2 separate regions of the Capra hircus genome follow, and region 1 is linked to region 2. Evidence: chromatin contacts called from public Hi-C data. All regions are on one chromosome and are shown on one strand. The core of a region is the stretch at or near the end of the contact, and the rest is flanking DNA. Distances in the headings are between cores, read along the strand shown. Region 1 holds the start of VPS36 (vacuolar protein-sorting-associated protein 36). Region 2 has its middle 8.3 kb from the start of TRNAM-CAU.

Region 1 (5,406 bases), core at 1,368-3,867, 85 kb after region 2:
TAGAGCTCTGCTTCGATTCCAAGACCCGTACAGCCCTCCCGCAGCACCCCCAGCTTGCAGAACAGTCACGAATTCTTGACTAACAACAAGGACCTACTGTATAGCACAGAGAACTATATATCTCATAATAACTTCATTGGAAAAGACCCTGATGCCGGGAAAGATTGAGGGCAGGAGAAGTGGGCGACAGAGGATGAGATGGGTGGATGGCATCATCAACTCAATGGATATGAATTTGAGCAAACTCTGGGAGACGGTGAAGGCCAGGGAGGCCTCGAATGCTGCAGTCCATGGGGTCACAGAGTCTCACATGACTGAGCAACTGAACAACAACAAATAGCCTGTAATATAACAATTGAATCATTTTGCTGCATACCTGAAACTGACACAGCATTGTAAATTAACTATACTTCAGTAACAAGAATTGGTTATTTTTTTAAAAAAGAATTGACTTAAAAGGCTCAACTAAATTTTTCCCATAACTTTTTTCTTAATCCTCTGATACCTATATCTACTTGTCCCAAAAACAAGCAGAAATACAAATAAAGGAAAAACTAAAATTTGCTGATTCAGCAATGGTTTTTTTTTCATATCCAACTACTAATAGTTTTGATTTTTTATTGTTTTAAAGACATTATAGTTATATTGTGTGTTAGCCAAGATGTCTCTAATTTGCATATTGGAATTACGGTAGAACAACACTGCCGTGATCTGCAAAAGCAAGACTGCTGTCAGAGGGTGACTTTGGAGCTGTGTTTGAAAACCAGTTGTGTGGGGAAGTTCCAGTCCCCTGGGGAAGGGGACATTGATTAAGCTTCCCAGTCACCACAGTTCCAAACGTGGAAACTTGGTTTACAAAAACAAAGACATTTAGCTAATCATGCCAAGCAAAAGATGCAAACCCAATTTGAGATCAAGTTCATAAAAGTACTGAAGCAGTAAAAAGAGCTGTTGTTTAGTTCCATAACCCGTGTCCGCCTCTTCCACCCCAGGGACTGTAGCCCACCAGGCTCCTCTGTCCATGGGATCCTCCAGGCAAGAATACTGGGGAGGGTAGCCATTCCCTTCTCTGGGGGAATCTTCCTGACCCAGGGATTGAACCCATGTTTCCTGCCTTAGCAGGCGGATTCTTAACCAGCTGAGCCACGGAGGAAGCCAGGAAACAGTTTCTGCTGCTGCTGCTGCTGCTGCTAAGTCGCTTCAGTCATGTCCGACTCTGTGCAACCCCATAGACGGCAGCCCACCAGGCTCCCCCGTCCCTGAGAGTCTCCAGGCAAGAACACTAGAGTGGGTTGCCATTTCCTTCTCCAATGCATTAAAGTGGAAAGTGAAAGTGAAGTCGCTCAGTCGTGTTAGACTCTTTGCAACCCCATGGACTGCAGCCCACCAGGCTCCTCCGCCCATGGGATTTTCCAAGCAAGAGTACTGGAGTGGGGTGCCATTGCCTTCTCCGAAACTGAGTTTCTAAGTCCAAACAAAAGAAAAGATCTCGACCCAATAATGGAAACATGCAAAAATGCCCTCGAGGAGGCAGGGCAACGGGGTCCCCAGGCATGTCAGCGTGCCTCGGGTGGCTGTGTAAGCCCCGCCCTGGAAGGAAGGAGGCCTCAAGCTACTCTCAAGTACAGACAGGAAAAGCTCTGGGTCAGGCAACGAGTTCCAAAGTACAGGAGGAAGTTTCTCTCTAAGGAAACTGCAAGGAAGGACAAGGTAGCAAGTGAAAACTTCTGGAAACTAAAAATGCTGATAATTTTTTCCCCCTAATTCCAGCTCATACATTTCATTCAGAACAGGATGATCGTTCGTAGTATGACGGTAGTCTCCAGTGAATGTTAACGTGTCCGTGAAACACAGGTAATATTTCTCCTTGCCATCTGCAAACACAGCTCTTTATGGTTTACGTTTGGATTACCAGGCACGGCCTGTTCCATCACTCGACAAAACAATCAAACCTCCTTTCCAACGTCTCTTCCGGACCACGAGCAATCCACACACACAGAGCCTCTGGCCGAGGCGTCCCAGGAGAGGCGGGCTTTTCTCTTCGGAAATCCTTTCGGTTCGCCCCGCTCCCGCTCCGGCCAGGACCGCCCTGTCCCCCCGGTTCCCCCAGGTCCCGGCGCCCGAAGCCACGCCCAGTTCGGGAGCGCAGGACCCGGCGGCCTCGGGACAAAGGCGGAACCGGCCTGCCCGGCGCGATCGGGGGCGAGGACTCGGGGTTCCCTGCCCGCGTCCGCCGTGCCGCCCGGAGCGGGGGTCTCTGCCCGGGCTGGGAGAGGGGCGCCGCCCGCGCGCTCCCCGCGGGAGCCGTTCCCGAGTCGGGCCGGAGCCCGGCGCCCGGCGGGCGTGGACAGCGGGGGCGGCGCCGATCGGCGAGGCCAGCCGGGGAGCTGGGGTCGCGGAGCGAGGCCCGGCCGGCCGCCGCCCTACCTTCTCCTCGCCGTCGTAGATGCGCACCCCCCGCTGCTGGATCACCAGCGTCTCGTTGATCTCCAGGAGGCCGCTGGTCCACACGAAGCGGTCCATGGCCGCCGCCTGGCCGGCCTCCGCCGCTCGCCCGCGCTGGCGCTCCGGGACGGCGAGCCGAGCCGCCGGGCAGCCTGCGGCGCCCCCTGGCGGCGGGCGGGGCGGAGGCCGGCAGGGAGGGAGCTGTCTGGCCCCGGAGCCCTGCGGAGCGCGCGCGGCCGCGGGGCGCCCGGGGACGTGGAGACGTGCTTGGTGCGCCCTCTGGCGGTCCATCGGCCACAGTCCCAATGGGGACGTCCACCCTATCCTTTGTCCTTTTTCAGTCGCTCAGTCGTGTCGGACTCTTTGCGACCCCATGGACTGCAGCACAGCAGGCTTCCCTGTCCTTCACCATCTCCCGGAGCTTGCTCAAACTCGTGTCCATAGAGTCAGTGATGCCATCCAACCATCTCGTCCTCTGTCGTCCCCTTCTTCTCCTGCCTTGAATCTCTCCCAGCATCAGGGTCTTTTCTAATGAGTCGGCTCTTTGGCTCTTCGCAACCGGTGGCCAAAGTATTGGAGCTTCAGCTTCAGTCCTTCCAATGAATATTCACGATTGACTTCCTTTAGGATTGACTGGCTTGATCTCCTTGCAGTCCAAGAGACCCTCAAGAGTCTTGGTCCTCAGCCGCAAACCCAGAGATTACAAGAGACTTTTAGGGAGCCTAGAACGCAGCTTGGACTTTCTGATTGTACACTATTCCTGCATATTTGTGCCCTTTTCTTGTCACTTCCCAGCATGCTGCCGCGTTCATTAAAGCCTGTCATTGAATACTTTTTTCCCAGATGAATATTTATGACTGATTTGTTTTCACACAGCTTCAATCAATATGTAAGTACTATTTTGTAAAAAAAAAAAGTACTATTTTGCGCCCCACTTTTTTTCCAATTAAAATCCTTTTCATTTAAACATTTCCAGTATTAACACAGACTTCACAAATTTACTCTAGATAGTGTTTCAGGACTATATAGATCTATTATAATTCACCTGTGGATGGGTCTCTGCAAACCAGTGCCTGACTGCCACTCCCACCTGCTGGGCCTTGGCTGCTGTCCCTTTCATTTCTTTCTCTACCTTGCATTATAAGTGAAGCACCTGTATTTGTACTTCTACAACTGATATGTATTTTCCCCTTTCGGATTATTTTCTTAGAGTGTCTTCCCAAAGTAGGATGACTGCTTTTAAGAGTTTGAACCCATGTTTTGCAAACCTGCTACATATTGGGAACTTATTGAGGCAGAACGTAGTGCCACCAGCAAATTGTTCTTCATCCAAGCCAAGTTACCCTGGCTACATTAGATGTTATAATTTTTGTTGGTTTTTTTTTTGCCACTTGACAATTATTATTTTAATTTACTTTTTTTTTCTTTTTATTTATTTATTTATTTTTATTTTACTTTACAATACTGTATTGGTTTTTTTAATTTACTTTAAATGGAGGATAATTACTTTACAATATCATATTGGTTTTGGCCATATATCCACATGAATCGGCCAAGGGATAAATGTGACCCCCACATCCTGAACCCCCTCCACCCCCCTCCCCTCTATTCTTTTTTCCTATTTTCACTTACCAATGAGACAATTTCTCAATACCTTTGAATCAAAAGAAGATCTTCATCCTGAAGAGTGGCTAACACTGTGGACAACTCCTGCTCAAGAGCTGGGGAATATTCATTTACACCGAAGCACACAGGTCAGGGGAGGAAGGGGTGTGGAGAAAGAGATGGAGAAGGAGCTGCTTATGGGTAAGGTAGGGAGACAACCAGGAGGGTGTGGGGTTCTGGAAGCCAAGAGAAGAGGGGGTACCGTGAGGAGGAAAGCTGGGCTGTGACAATTCTGCTGGTGGGGCAGGTGCTGGGGGACTGATCCCTGTTTTTCTCACGTGGACATTTTGGTGGCCTAGGCAGGAGTGGTCCAATGGGGTGGTGGAAGAAAAAATCCTCATGATCTGATTTTAAAAGAGAAAAAGAGGAGGGGACTTACAGACAGGGAGCATAGATGATCCTTTTGAGGAATTTTTCTGCCAAGGAAAGCAAAGAAATGGGTTGGTTTCTTTGCTCAAAAACAGAAGGGGAAGTGAGATTGTGTGAGAGTTGGGCTGGTTTTTGTTGTTGTTGTTATTGTTTTGGCCTGGCCTTGCGCCATGTGGGATCTTAGGTCCCTGACGGGGAATTGAACCTCTGCCCCTGCAGAGCCGCACAGAGTCCTAACCACTGGACTGCCAGGGAATTCCCAGAGTCCAGATCATTTCTTGATGCCCTTCCCAGTGATAAATTCTACGATCTGAGTTTCTGGAAGATACATTTTGGGTCATTACAACAAAATGCTTTATCCTACTTGGAAATTTCAATGTGGGAAAGGACTGCTTCTACATCGATTTCTTTTCCAGGCTGTACGTGAGCATTGGCGACTGGAGACCCTAAGAGTGACAACTCGGATTGAACATCTACGAGTCTCATAAAAGATGATTTTCAGAGCCCTATGCAAATGAATGTGAAAACTTGATTGCAGTGGGTGCTGGGAGACCATGAACGTTCAAATTAACCCCAGAAAAGGATTTTTAAAGCCTAAAATTGAGAAAGTTATCAAAGAGTTACCAAAAAAAACAAAAACAAAAACAAAGAGAAAACACTTCAGGTCCAAACAGATTCACAGGTGAATTCTTTAAAACCTTGACAGAAAAAAATAATTCTTTTAGCAGTTAAAGTTTTCCAGAGCATAAAAAAGGAAAGTTTTCAAATTCTGTTTGTGAAGCCAGAAAAACACTAATCCCAAAACTCAACAAAAATACCACAGGAATCTATATTAAAAAACAGTCACATTAGTATGAATGCAAAAGTATATATTAAAATATTAATAGCAAAATTAAGAGAACAGAACAGTAAAAGAATGACAGCGCA
Region 2 (4,789 bases), core at 1,057-3,556:
CGCAAAGAGTCCGACACAACTGAGCGACTTCAAAGGAGTCCCCAGTGGCCAAAGTTGGAACAATTTGAGCAACAAAGTAAATAATGATAACACTGGGTTATGATCCACAGAATAAAATAAATATCCATCCAGCTATTAGTACAAAGATATCTCTATTCCATCTATCTATAACAAAATCACTATTAGGTAAACATTATAATAATGATTGTTGCAGGTAGCATCCACTGCTGCTGCTGCTGCTACTAAGTCGCTTCAGTCGTGTCCGACTCTGTGCGACCCCATGGACAGCAGCCCTCCAGGCTCTTCTGTCCACAGGATTCTCCAGGCAAGAACACTGGAGTGGGTTGCCATTTCCTTCTCCAACTGATAAATACTAAAATCTATAGGTGAAAGTTTGAGGAAAATTAGGATATTAGCATCATCTCAATGTAACTCCACTAAGATATTCCTCAATTACAAAGGGGAAAATAATAAGAGTAGCGAAACCTGACAGATACCATCTCAACCAAGTGATCAAGGATAATATCACCAGTAACAGGACATACCAACGTTGTGTATTTTCTAATATAATGTACTGAGAAGGACACTTTGCCTCATGCATAAACTCGGTCTAATGGTGAGGAAACATTAGACAAACCCCAAATGAATGACATTCTACAAAATATCTGGCCAGTACTATTCAACAGTGTCAAGGTCATGGAAGACAAAGATTGAGGAGTTCTCCCTCACTGGAAGAAACTAAGGAGGAATAATTCAATGCAATGTGAGATTCTGCATTGGATCCCAGAATGACAAAGAGATGCTAGGGGGGAAAATGATGAAATTCAAAGGTCTGTAGTTTAATTAATAGTACTGTAACAATGTTTTCTGATTTTGATGACTGAACTATGGTTGTCTGTTAACATTAAGAGGGGGTTAGAGGAAGGTAGCAGAGAAGGCGATGGCACCCCACTCCAGTACTCTTGCCTGGAAAATCCCATGGACGGAGGAGCCTGGTAGCCTGCAGTCCATGGGGTCGCTAAGAGTCGGACATGACTGAGCGACTTCACTTTCATGCATTGGAGAAGGAAACGGCAACCCAATCCAGTGTTCTTGCCTGGAGAATCCCAGGGATGGGGGAGCCTGGTGGGCTGCTGTCTATGGGGTCGCACAGAGTCGGACACGACTGAAGCAACTTAGCAGCAGCGGCAGCAGAGGAAGGTAGATTTGAATTTTTTTCTAAAAATCTAAAATTATTTAAAATTAAAAATTTTTAACACCTTGGGTCAAATCTCAACAACTGAATTTATTAGTTCTATGACCTTTCTGGGCCTCATTTTTCTTACTAATAACAGGGAGTTAGGAAGGATGATCCCTAAGCCCATTCTGGAAAGTGAAGTGAAAGTGAAAGTCGTGTCAGACTCTTTGTGACCCCTGGAGTGGGTAGCTGTTCTCTTCTCCAGGGGATCTTCCCAACCCAGAGATTGAACCCAGGTCTCCCACACTGCAGCTGAGCCACAAGGAAAGCCCAAGAATACTGGAGTGGGTAGCCCACCCTCTCTCCAGCAGATCTTCCCAGCCCAGGAATAAAACTGGGGTCTCCTGCATTGCAGGTGGATCTTCACCAACTGAGCTACCAGGGAAGCTCATTCTGAAGAACAGCAGAATCGCTTTCTTGCCCACAGTGTTTGACTTGCTTTACTTCTGCAGACCACATGCAGCGGATGTTGAAAGTGGGGAATCTTGAAAACAGTCATGAAATGATAATTGCAGATAATTCCTCTCTGAAGTTCAAGTTTCCAATTTAAGGCAGAATAATACAGGACTGGAGAATTGTTCCCAGCTCATTAGGGTTTAGAAGCTGCTTCAATAGAGATCATGCCAAGAGGAAACTTACTCACTCAAAAGTACTGCTAGAGAAAGAGAGTTTTAGTTTTAGTCCAGAAGAAAACATAGAAAAATAGAATATTAGCTGTTGAAGAGTAAAGGAATTATGAGAAGTCACTTTGTTTCAAAGTCTCCTTAATGTCACCATTGTCTTTTTAGAATTAAAGATACATCTGCCAAAATTTTTTACTTAGTTCTTGTACTTGTAATGGATAAACATACTGTTGAAACTTGCCATCTCTCTAATCCCAGCATCTTGGAAGAATGTCTTAGGAATGCTCTGGTAGTTAAAATACAAATCAACTTGGCAGTGTTCATTTCCCCTGATACCCTCCCACACACCCACACATGCATTTCTCTTGACCACTAGGACATTCCAAGCTCTCTCCTTCCAACAGCATCTGCCTCCCCGCTCTCATTCTCCTGTGGGCCCTTCATCCCTGAGAACACACGGCATTCTATCCAAGCGTGAATCTGAACTCAAGATGTTGTTGTTTAGTTGCTCAGTTCAGTTCAGTCACTCAGTTGTGTCCGACTCTTTGCGACCCCATGGACTGCAACACGCCAGGCTCCTCGGTCCATGGGATTTCCCACCCAAGAATAGTTCTTCTCCAGGGACCTTCCTGAACCAGGGATTGAACCCACATCTCCTGCATTGCCAGGCAAATTCTTTACTGCTGAACCACCAGGGAAGCCCAAGGATACAACACCTCAAACTAGGCAAGATCCCTCTTTTATTATACTTTCCAAGTTCAGCAAGGTTTTCTTTAGTCACTGACAGTCAGAAATTTCCGTCTTATTTATCTATCTTTTTCTTTCAAAATTTCAAAGTTCTACTCATCCAGGGTCTTTCTCAATCGAACAAAAGCCAATTGTTTTTGTACACTTTCTAACTGTTATAGGAAGTTGAGTTTTAAGTTTACTGGAAATTTTCTGCAATCAAATCTCTGTAGAGTATGAATTACCCAGAAAACTCTCCAGGAGCCCATTTAGAATTATTTACTTTCAGAAAAACTAGCAAGACCTTCTCATGAGTCTTACCCTATGGGGTTTTCATAACCAGATGGCCCACAGAAAGTGCATGTTTGCAGCGTTACTCAGCATCCTTATAGGGTAAGAAAGCTCCATGTTGGTGATAAAGGTGTTAAATCAGAGCTTATTGGGATTACATGACCCCTTTCAGTTGCCTGGGACTCCGCCTGGTTGTGTAATAATAGCCATCTACCCAAAGGCAGCTCCTTTGCCACCAGTCCTGGTTCTACCAGGGACTGGCTTTCATCCCAGACTGGATTAATCTGGCTATTTGAAGATTTATCCCTTCATGCACCAAAACAGAAATATGATTTAAATTGTTCTCTATGAAATGTTCATGTATTTACCCTTCTTTGCTTTTAAAATAGAAGATCAGTTCAGTTCAGTTCAGTCGCTCAGTCATCTCCGACTGTTTGCGACCCCTTGGACTGCAGCACGCTCGGCCTCCCTGTGCATCACCAACTCCTGGAATTTACTCAGACTCATGTCCATTGAGTCGGTGATGCCATCCAACCATCTCATTCTCTGTTGTCCCCTTCTCCTCCTGCCTTCAATCTTTCCCGGCATCACGGTCTTTTCAAATAAGTCAGTTCTTCGCATTAGGTGGCCAAAGTATTGGAGTTTCAGCTTCAACATCAGACCTTCCAATGAACACCTGGGACTGATCTCCTTTAGGATGGACTGGTTGGATCTCCTTGCAGTCCAAGGGACTCTCAAGAGTCTTCTCCAACACTACAGTTCAAAAGCATCAATTCCTTGGTGCTCAACTTTCTTTATAATCCAACTCTCACATCCATACATGACTACTGGAAAAACCATAGCTTTGAATATACTGCATATGATTTACCTAGGTTTAAATAGAATATACTGCATATGATTTAACATTTCTGGATGAACCCTATGACAAAACGTGATGCCCTGTGACTACGGAAATGTATAACATTGTCTGATTTTGTTTCAATCATTCCAGGCTCACACTCTTTTGGATTCTTAGGTCATACTTTTAGTTTTTTCTCCTCCACTGCCAAGGTGTCACTATTACCACTGTGCCTTTTAGTGCACACTGCAGCTACTTCTTATCCCCTGTGGGTGAGGGGATGAGATGTCTGTTATCACAATACCACATGTATTAAGAAAATAAGTCTATAGATCCAGAGAGAGGCCTGGTAACCTCTCACATGATTAACATACATGAGATTTGAGTATGAGTCAAAAGAAGTGACGGAAGCTAGAAAGGAAATAAAATGATGCATTGGAGTTCATTATGGAAAAATCTCTTTGAGCAGCCAAATTACAAAAACATAAGACTGCATTGTTCTTTAATTAAGGTGTATTGCATACACAACACAATGTGTACATCTTCAGTATACAGTTTAATGTTTTGACAAATGTATACACCTGTGCGTGCACGCTAAGTCACTTCAGTCGTGTCTGACTCTTTACAACTCCATGGATCATAGCCCACCAGGCTCCTCTGTCCATGAGATTCTCCAGGCGAGAATACTGGAGTGGGTTGCCATGCCCTCCTCCAGGGGATCTTCCTGACCCAGGGGTTGAACCCATGTCTCTTATGTCTCCTGCACGGGCAGGTGGGTTCTTTACCACTAGTACCACCAGGTAAATCCAGTATATACTTATGTAACCCCATTACTCAAAGCAAGATTCAGACCATTTCCAACATGCAGAAGTTCCTTTGTGCCCTTTCAAGCCAATGCCCATCACACATCCCCAAAGACAACGGTGGTTCTGATTTCTGGTGCTATAGTATTTATTTGCCTGTCCTTGGACTTTACATAAATGGAATCATGCAATATACTCTCTTCTATGTCTGGCTTCTTTTGTTTAATATAATGTTTTGGAGGTTCAAGCTGCTGCATGTATTGGTGGCTTA

Evidence for each region. A called contact is a pair of places that touch in the nucleus more often than the background predicts.
Region 1: a contact with region 2 is called in a Hi-C map of blood, with 3 times the contacts expected there. The contact joins the promoter of VPS36 here to the enhancer-like site in region 2. A contact is called at or near these places in 3 of 5 Hi-C or Micro-C datasets (blood and liver).

What each region holds. Positions count from the first base shown.
Region 1 is chr12:65,053,199-65,058,604 of ARS1.2, forward strand. VPS36 (vacuolar protein-sorting-associated protein 36) reads right to left here and starts at 2,618. Exons shown (of 14, transcript XM_018056691.1): 1 at 2,428-2,618. The coding sequence starts at 2,523.
Region 2 is chr12:64,968,280-64,973,068 of ARS1.2, forward strand. No RefSeq gene overlaps it. Among named protein-coding and RNA genes, the nearest start is that of TRNAM-CAU, 8.3 kb to the left of the region's middle. Within about 2 kb of position 2,307, at least 1 of the 5 cell types and tissues checked has an H3K27ac peak or open chromatin away from gene starts, as enhancers often do.